Regions from separate parts of the Mus musculus genome. Here region 2 is linked to region 1. A link is a contact called in public promoter capture Hi-C data. All regions are on one chromosome and are shown on one strand. The core of a region is the stretch at or near the end of the contact, and the rest is flanking DNA. Distances in the headings are between cores, read along the strand shown. Region 1 holds the start of Rin3 (Ras and Rab interactor 3). Region 2 holds the start of Slc24a4 (solute carrier family 24 (sodium/potassium/calcium exchanger), member 4).

Region 1 (4,705 bases), core at 1,140-3,639:
TAAATGAATGGTGGAGCTTAGCACAGTGGGTGGAAAAAAATGTGGCTGCTACCAGTGTAGCCAGCGACCCATGTGCATCTCTTTTCCCAGACAGCCGTTTAAACAAGAAGCAGAGCTTGCATCCTAGGATTCAGAACTCAAGGGGCACTCTCCTGGCTGCTTGGGGTAGCAGTCCCCAGCTATCTGAATGTCTCTCACCCCAGAAAGAAGGGGGCTCTGGGCCAGTAGGGTGCAAGGATAGACTCAAAAAGCTTTCAGGACCAGTCCTGGTGGCAGCTGGGCCTAGGGGTGACTTGGGGTAAGAGGTCCCTGAGTATTTAGGTGTGAGGCTCAGGTGCAGGGTGTTTTAAAGACCTTAAAAAGGACCAGCCCCTGAGCAGGGACCAAGGCCATTAGAATTCATCCAATTCAATCCCAGTGAGGGAGGGGTTATAGGACTCTGGAGTTTCAGATGAGGCAGACAGATCACCCAGTTGGCAAAAGGAAGGGGCCCACCCAACAGATGTCAGTGATGCTAATCATAATAGCAGCTGAGGATGTCCCCTCCAAACAGCCTGTGAAGAGCAGTGACTACTGACTATCCTTGTTAGTAAACTGAGGCACAATGAAATCAATCACTGGTACAGAGGTAAACAAAGAAAGGCAGGAGGAAATGGGTCAGGCCAGGCCATCCTTGGGGAAAATGGGGAAGTAGATGAGATCAGAACCTGATTCCTCACCCTCCTTTTCTAGCCGGCTTTACCTTCCCACCCAGGGTATAGCAGTTACTTGCTCCCAGGAGACCCCTTCCGCATCGGAATTCCCAGTTTCCCAGCAGATGACATTTGTCTCCACAGAGATCACTTCCAAGGGAAACATCAACACAGAATTTCCGGGCTGTGGTTGTAGCTGGGATTGGGGGTAGGAGGAAGGAGGCAGCCAAGCCCCCCCCCACCCCCCCACCCCCCGCCCCAGGACAATCCCAGTCCCTCCTATCCGAATGGGGGCCAGTTACACCCTACTGTTCCCAAACCCTGGAGAGTACAAGATGTGTACAGATAGCGTTCCTGTTCTAAAGAGTGGAAGCTCAAAGAGATGAGGTCACAGAATTAAAACAGGCAGCCACGGGAATTCATCCGGGATCAGGCCCGGGACTTTTAAACGGAAATACAAAAAGTATGGTACCCCAGATTCGTCCATCATCCATGGCACCTCAGAAAGTGCTAGAAGACTTTCGCAGAAATCGCTTTCTACTCGGTGCAGCTTCAAACCCCACCCTTCCCGATCTTCTCTTAGGACTGGGCTGGGCGGGATGACAGGACATTCCCAACCTTGTGTAGCTCTGGGCAGTGTTCCAGGTCTTGAGGTGGGGGGTAGGGAAGAGCACAAAAGTAGGAATCCCTTCCGAATGGTTGTTCCCAAGCCATTTAATTTCACACACTTCAGACTGCATCTGCGTCTGGGTATCCCGCCAATCATTTGCACCCGAGCACTCTAGACCCTCCTCACACACCAGGCTCTTCAAAGGCCAGTCCAAAGGTCCCCAGCCGATCCAGTGGGGTGGCAGATGGGATCTGGTGGCGCCTCAATCCTCCAGGCAGAGAGTTAGCTGCTGGATGGGCCTGCCTAAAGTTGTAGGTGCTTCTTATCTACCACCCTACTCCCCACCCCCGCCCCCACCCCCACTCTCGGTCCCAGAACCTGAGGGCGCAAGCTGGGGTTTAGGCAGAGCAGCGGTGCTTCGTGGTGCATGGGGCTGGCTGGGCCAGGGCAGCGAGTGCTTGCATCCAAAGTTCAGCCTAGGCTAGAGCCATGGCTACACGGACATCTCGGGCTCGAACACACCAAACCCTCCCAGCCGCACATTGTGCACTGCTTCCCCCCCCCCCCCCCCCCCCCCCCGCTAACAAAGTCTGGATTTGAAAGTTTGGCCAAGTTCGGCAGTCACCAAGGCCGCCCCCTTTCCTTGCAGAACCTAGTTTCACCCTTAGTCCCTGCTGGGGGATCCGCACGCTCGTGGGGGGTGTTCATTTCAGCATGACATCCACGACGTCCCGTAGCCCTATCCGGAGCACCCAGGGCTCTCGGGGATCAAGCTGAGCAAAAGAGGCAGGACGCGGGCCACCTGGGGAGCGGCGGGCACGGGTTGCCACTTACCCGGCAGGGTGGGCGCTCGAGGGCGCTTCGGCGCGTCGCATCGTGGGGCAGGCGATTGGGGACGCAGCGACCTCCGCGTGGCGCTGGCGCTGTCCCTCGCCGAGGGCCGGGCTGGGCGCCGCCGCCAGCCGCGCGCCCAGTGGGGAAGCGCGGGGCCGCTGCCTTCCACTTCCTGGATCGCAGCGCGCGGGGCTCGCAGGAAGAGGCCGGCCTTGGTGGTCAAGGGTTTTTTGTCAGAAGCCATTCGGCCGTGGCTGCTCGTAGCAGGGAGCCCCCTGGGGCGCGCGGAAGCCGGGCCGCGCCCCTAGGGCCGGGCCTGGCGGCGGGCGGTGCCGGGGTCGAGGACAGCACGGACTGTGGCCGCCCGGAGCCTGCGAGCGAAACTCACAGGAAAGTCTCCAAGTTGGCACCGGATAGCAAGGCACTCAGGGCTGGCAGGTGACGAGGCCCACGGCCCAAATGGGACCTCCTTCATCCCGGGGGAGCCACGACCCATACCCACTCCCGCCCCCAAGGCGGGGCACCTCCTCCACGTCCCTGACAGGTGGCCATCCTGTCTCTCCTTGATACCTTCTCTGTTGATAAGATCACTGTTTAACAAAGCAGATATCGTCCATGAAGCCTGACATCTAAGGCACCTGTGCTGAGTACAGCACCCAGTGAGAGACTAAAGGAGAAAACTTGCTAGCTTACACAACAACCGCGAGTCGTAATGCCTCCTTTTTTAAGCGCCCAGACACTCAAAAATGTCTCCTGAGCTAGCTAAGCCTGTGAGACCAGGTAATAGCGGACCTCAAGATATCACCTTGTTTAATTCATTCCCAGCCTGGGCATTATTTAGACTGCTGGGGACAGATTAAATGTTTTGTGCTTGGGACTGTCTTGTGCATTGTGCATTGTAGGAGTAACCCAACTTCCATCCACATCCTTGGCCTCTACCCACGATTACACAGGAGTGCTAGAGTGTCCACACACCCTCACAACCACTTCTCTTTTGGCATTTCCTCCAAATCAGCCTGTGGAAGTGAGAGGAAAGGCTTAGTTAACAGTCTCCTGCTGGGAGTGGTAAATGGGCCAGCTGATTTGGGAAGCAGCCTTGGCAGTTCCTCAGAAGGGGAAACTACGTACCCAAAGGGGCTTATTTCAGCTTTCAATTCCAGGTTACAGTTCATTATGGGGAAGTCAAGGCAGGGGGAGGGGGGGGATGTCAAAAAGCTGGTCACATGACATCCAGAGCAAAGAGAAATGAATGTAACCATGTTTACCTGGCTTGTGATCAGCTCACTTTCTCCACTCTTACATAGTTCAGGGCACCCTGTATAGGGAATGGTGCTGCCCACAGTGGGTTGAGTCTTCCCGCACCAATAACTTAAGTAAGACAGTCCCTCACCAGCATACTCATAGGCCTAACTAAATGCAGACAATCCCTTACTGAGAATTTCTTCTCAGTGATTCTAGGTTGTGTCAAGTTGACAAATTAAAGCTATCTATCATAGTGTGTCCATGCAAAACCTTATATATGACTGTTCATATCAGCCTTTATTTGTGTTATCCAGAGCTGGAGCTAGAGTTCAGAGGTAGAATGGTTGCCTGGCATGTGTCTGAGAGGCCCTATGTTGAAGGAAGAAAGAAAGAAAGAAAAGAAATACAAACAATTTACAGTAGCCAGTATGTGGGAGCAACCAAGCATTCATCAATCGATGAATATGTAAATAAGATCAGGGATCATCAGTCAGGGACTGTTATTGAGCCACAGAAAGAATGGGGCCCCAACAATGGTGCTTCTGCACAGATGAGTCTTGAAAGCATGCTAAGTGACAGAAGCCAGTCGTTAAACACATTCCTTTTGCATGAAGTGTTCAGAGTAGGCAATTTCACGGAGACAAACAGTAAACTAGTGTTCGCTAGAGGTGGGGTGGGGTGGGGTGGGGTCGGGGAGTGGGGAGCAACTGGCAATGGCTATGGAGTTTCTTTGGGGGTGATGAAAATGTTTTTAAATTGACTGTGGTATTCATTGCACAACTTTGTGGCTGTGTCTGAAAACCATCAAATTATACACTTTAAGCTGTTGAATTGCATCCCAATCAAACTAGCTTTTCTTTTTGGAAGGCACAAAAAAGTGTGGTCTCCAGGGAGCAACCTTAGCCACTCTGACCTACACAACTTCCCCACCGAGCACTCAGATTGCTGCCAGCCATCCCCTCAGGGCACTACCAGGCCCTATAGGCATTTCTTCTCCGAGGTTAGCTCTTCCCTGAGCCACAGTCACCTCTCTATCATCTCTGTCAACAATCCTGTAGTTTTCTGCTTGAAAGCTGGGCACAGAAGGCAGTCACGTGTTCAAATCCAGTCCCAGGACTCTTTAGGCAACAGCCAGTACAGCTTTCTCAGAGATTCCATTGCTCATCTGTAATAGATGAGCACAGATGAGAGAAGGAAGAGAGCATCCCTTCAGGGAGAAATCTTTGGCTGTGGTTCCTCCAATAAGCCCACAAGCTCCTCCTAGGTGTCCTTGGATCTAGGTCAGTGGACCATCCTACTACTTGCCAGTTCTTCAGGCTGATATGAG
Region 2 (4,814 bases), core at 1,213-3,712, 150 kb after region 1:
CCACCTGTAGTGAGTGCTACAGTCATTGGCAGCATGCTATCACCTGCTTACAAACACTATCCTGCTTCCTGCATCTAATCCTGTGTTTCTAGTCTCACATGGGTCACTTTGTGATCCGACCTTGGACGAGATTGAGCTGGTCTCAGCTCCCTCCACCTCTCCACCTCCACACAACAAAAGATTACATTAGGAGCACTAAATACTTTCTCAGTGAACTTGCTCAGGTGGTCCCCACAATTGGATGCTTAAATGTGTGTGCTCAGCCAGCTGATGGTACATGGCTCCGTGTGTAAACACATCACCCAGGGATCTGCTCGAAATGGAACTCTGATTCAGTAGGTCCAAGGCAGAGATTGAGAGTCTATAGTATCAAGCTCCCGGGTCATCATGCTATGGTCCAAGGGGTCACACAGAGCCATATCAGAGAAGGCATGGATGCCCCTGAACAGAGATGGTAGCACGGGAAGCTAACTCCTGATCTAGCACATAAAAATAGCTCTGGCTTTCAGACTACACCTCAACTCTTTACCTGTCCAGATGTTTCAGCTAGGTAGCGATACATCCTCCAGAACGCCTAACTCTCGCAGCTCCTCTAGACATTTTGTCGTTTCTTGTGTTTAATTGTCCAATTGCAAAGCATTGGGTATGAAGGTGTTAGAAATAAACTTTCTGGACTTCTTTAGAAACGAGCCACTCTCTAGCCTTCTACCCCCCCAAATCACAGTCTGGGTATTGAAAGAGAGTGATGTCTCTTTTTCTGTTTAAAAATTTAACCAGGTTTCACTTGTTTTTAACGTCGCTGTACCGATCTCTTAATGATCCCAAGATACTATGTTAATGGCCTCACTAACCACTCAAAAAAGATGCCCTCCTCCTGTGCCTCTGGCTAGGTTAACAACATTTATTTCACGGGGGGGGGGGGTGTCACCCCAAATGTTAACAGCACTAGTTCTGAAATATCTAGGCACTAAACATTCTTTAAAGGCTAAACACGAGCCCAAATCACCCCGAAATAAATATTTCATAAGTTTCTTCTCTTTCCCCACTCCGTCTGAAATTTGCATGTCTTAACAGACTCCCAGGTCGCCTTCTGCTTGGAGGAGCGTGGATCATGGCTATGCACGCCAGCCCTCCCTCTCCGTGGGGATTAAGCAGAGTTGAGTGAAGGGATGCTGGAACATGGCAGCAATCTCCCACGGGGACAGACTGCCCCCGCTCCGTTTAGGTTTGGGGAAGACCAAGCATTTGGATCAGAGCAGGTGCAAGGAGGAGAGCAGAGACTAAGCCTGAGAATTTGGGTCTCTGAGGGATGGAGCACAGCTTTGCAGAACAGAAAAGGGGGCTGCTCAGTTTCACACATCCTAAAGCGGGAGACTCTACCCCTGGGCTGCCATGAGTTGCCCATTACCCGCACACTCCAGGGACAGAGGTGGTGCAGGCTTTGATCCCAATAGCACACCTACAACTACGTCCGGAACCCCCAGGGAGCTTGAGCAGTTCGGCAGAACGTCGCCACAGTCCAGCTCGAGGCTCAGCACTCCTGGGTGAGCACTGCCCGCTGAGCGGGAAGGGAAAACCCTGGGGACCAATCTGACAGAGAAGAAGCTGGAGCTGTCAGAGCTCAAGCCCCCCAACTCCTCCAGCGGAAAACATCCTTTCCCACACCTACCCAAGCTTCCAAAGAGGCCGGAGGCACAGCACACCAGGGCCAGCACAGCGCACACGAAGCCAACTTGCTGCGGCAGCATCTCTCGCCTCCGGCGAACTTTGCTCTGCCGGATGAGTCCACGGAGAGCCATCTCCGTACGCCCCGCGCCCCTGGAAGAAGATCCCGAGCTTCAAGGGTTGGAGCGCTGTCTGTGGCCCAGCGGCGTTGGGGCTGCAGCGGGGCGATGCGTAGCTCAGAGGCAAGGGGCTCTGGGAGATAGCTTCATGGTCCGCGAACAAGGCAGTCACGGGGAGATCGGATGGGAATACCAGAGGAGGGGGAGCAATGCACGGCCGGAGCTCAGAGTTCCGCGCGGGGCGTGCGCGCTGCTCGCACCATGACTCCGTGGCGAGGAGACGACGCCTGCACGGTGGCGCTGGCGGCCCTGCTTGTCGGCTTGGCGCAGTCCGGGCGCTTGGAGCCGCTACCTGCCCACTGCTCTTCAGCGCGCTCGGAGTCCGCCGGGAGCAATCAGTGCTTGGCGAGCGCCCCCGCGCCCCGCGCCGCCGCGCCCACTCGCAGCATCCTCCTCGTCCAAGTTTAGCCCCGGCCGCCCCGGCTGCCCGCCTGCGAGGCTCCTCTGCTTCTCTCGGAAAGCAGGGCCCTGGCAGCTAAGTGCGTGCAGAAGGACCGCGCGCAGCACTCTCAGAACTCAAGACCCTCTCGGCCAGTGGCCGCAGTTTGGGCCCTCCCGCGGGCGAACTGTCCCGGGAACTTTCTCTCTGGCTCTTAGGCGGCCAGAGCCTGTGTCTGCGAGGCCGTGGCGCCTCCCGCAAGCTGCTCTCGCCTCCCTACTCCTCCCCTCCCGCCTGCCCGCCTCTCATCCCCCCCCCCTCCCCTGCACGTGTACACCTCCCCTAGGGCGCTCGCCCAGTGCGCTTCTCCCTTCCCCCAAGAGAGGCTCAACTACTGACCAATATAATCCCCTTTCCTTGCCTCCCTCCAAACCCCTTCCTCTCTCTCTCTCTAACCCTACGGAGCCAAAATGAGTCCTCAGCTTCTTGTGATTGCTATAAGGTGGAACAGGTTATGGCATCACCAAGGACTCTCAGAACCAGGGTTTCTGTAGGGCTCTCACACGGGTCCTGGCTCCCCGAGACCCCCTACCCCCCGCAGCGACCCAAGGCGGTCACCACTACCACCCGGAGGTCTCCAATGCACAAGTAGCTTAATTGCTAGCTCAGTGCTAAGAAACAGGCTTGCACCAAGCCAACCGACGCCCGCCGGGACCAGTTCCTGCCAGGCTCTCTGGGTAACCTAGGGACCTGTGTGGCGGGGGCGCAACACCGACCTACGAAATGCTGGTAATCTGACAGAGGGAGAAACCCCGCAGTTCTGCGGCTCTGCTGCCAACAGTTGGGAGCTTTTGATGTTTTGCAACCTCACAGCTTCGCAAGGCTTTCTGGTTTGGGTTTGTTTTTCCACCTCTCTTACTTTCGGCTCTCTAGTGTAAGCCGCTTTTAAAATGTGGGCGCAGTGAAATTTCCGAAGAGCAGTGGAGGTGTCATCCAGACGCAAATAAGTGGAGGGGACCTCTATCAGGAAGGATCTCTAACTCAGACTTCCCTGTCGGTTTTCTATCCTGTGCTGATTTAGGGGTTAACTCCTCTTAAAACCATTTTTGGATCAAAGCCAACTGTGTTTAATTAAATAAATACATACCCGCCATTTGTGAGCTCTGTGCCAAGTGCCATCCAGCCAAGAAACAAAACAACAACAACAACAACAACAACAACAACAACGTGTATTAAGACCCAATGTCTGCTTTCAAGGAACCCTGAACTAAAGGGGGGCCTGTCCCTCAGATGCTAAGTGGGATTCTCAAAGTGTTTTGCTCTGAGCGCCAAACATTCCCTTGCTGCTCATTAGGCTACGGGGTGGTCCACAGCAGCCAAGTCATTGCCTGGGAGTATAGGAGACAGGCAGGTTGCACATTTAAATCTACTCTTAGACCTACTGAGCTAAAATGTGCATTTTTAACCAGATTCCCTAGAGATCTTGAGCATAGTCAAGTGTGAGGACTTCCCTTCTGGGGACTGTCCCAAATGCCTCCTCTAGCTGGCCACTACCAGCAAGGTTCCTTTGTACTTCTTAGGCAAGCAGAGGGACACAGGTAAGAAGTGCCCAGAAAGCTGGGGTGGGGGCGGGGTGGGGTGCCATTGTTTGCAGCATCTTCATTTCTTTTTTTTTTTTTAAGATTTATTTATTTTATGTATGTGAGTACACTGTTGCTGTCTTCAGACACTCCAGAAGAGGACGTCAGATCTCATTACAGATGGTTGTGAGCCACCATGTGGTTGCTGGGAATTGAACTCAGGACCTCTGGAAGAGCAGCCAGTGCTCTTAACCTCTGAGCCATCTCTCCAGCCCCAGCATCTTCATTTCTATACTGTTCAGTATGGTCCGTAGAATAGGTGAGTTTATTAAGTATAGGAAAAAAAAAAGAAAAAGAAAAAGAAAAAAGTAAAAGAACAGGCAGGCAGGCAAAGTGGGCAGGTAGATAAATAGCAAAACATGGCCAAATCTGAGATTTATAAACTGGAAACAGTTACAATTGGGCGAGTTGAGGCAGTCAACTGCAGTTCTCAGTTGAACTGTCTCCTCATGGCTGAGCTTTCTGATCTTGGTACCCGCTGCAGGCATTTTTATATTACGGGATAAATAGCACTACCATCAGTTGGAAAGGGGTGACCTTCCTCGGCTCTCAAGGACACAATGGCTTTATTCTTGGGCATGTTGCTCTTGTTCTCCCCACCCTCAGCCCCCACCCATCACAGAGTTGGATGAGATCATCCCTTTCCCAGATAAGGGATCTTGAGATAGAAACATGGTTGGTTCTGAAGTCGGGAATCACAGCAGCATCTCCAACTTCTCAGACAACTCAAACAGCATAGGATAACTTATCAATATGACAGACATCACAAAGATACTGAGGGCATGGATGTAAACCCAACCGCATGGAAAGCCCTAGGAGGGCCCTGTGTAGAACAATCTGGGGTTCCGTCTGGTCTGTAGCATGTCTCTCCAACTCATTATCCTCCGGTTTGGTACTGGCTACCAAACATGCACACTGGCGTTTGAAAAATTACAACATACATACAATTCC

The links. Capture Hi-C pulls out chosen DNA fragments and counts their contacts.
Region 2: a promoter capture Hi-C map of adipose tissue shows a contact between it and region 1. The contact joins the promoter of Slc24a4 here to the promoter of Rin3 in region 1. A contact is called at or near these places in 2 of 39 promoter capture datasets (neural stem cells and stem cell-derived epiblast-like cells), 5 of 484 Hi-C or Micro-C datasets (embryonic stem cells and palatal mesenchyme), 4 of 115 datasets of contacts at active chromatin or transcription factors (craniofacial prominence and embryonic stem cells) and 4 of 9 other capture datasets (adipose tissue, embryonic stem cells, liver and 1 more).

What each region holds. Positions count from the first base shown.
Region 1 is chr12:102,280,758-102,285,462 of GRCm38.p6, reverse strand. It overlaps Rin3 (Ras and Rab interactor 3), which reads right to left and starts at 2,389. Exons shown (of 10, transcript NM_177620.4): 1 at 2,137-2,389. The coding sequence starts at 2,177.
Region 2 is chr12:102,126,375-102,131,188 of GRCm38.p6, reverse strand. It overlaps Slc24a4 (solute carrier family 24 (sodium/potassium/calcium exchanger), member 4), which reads right to left and starts at 2,462. Exons shown (of 17, transcript NM_001362345.1): 1 at 1,670-2,462. The coding sequence starts at 1,799.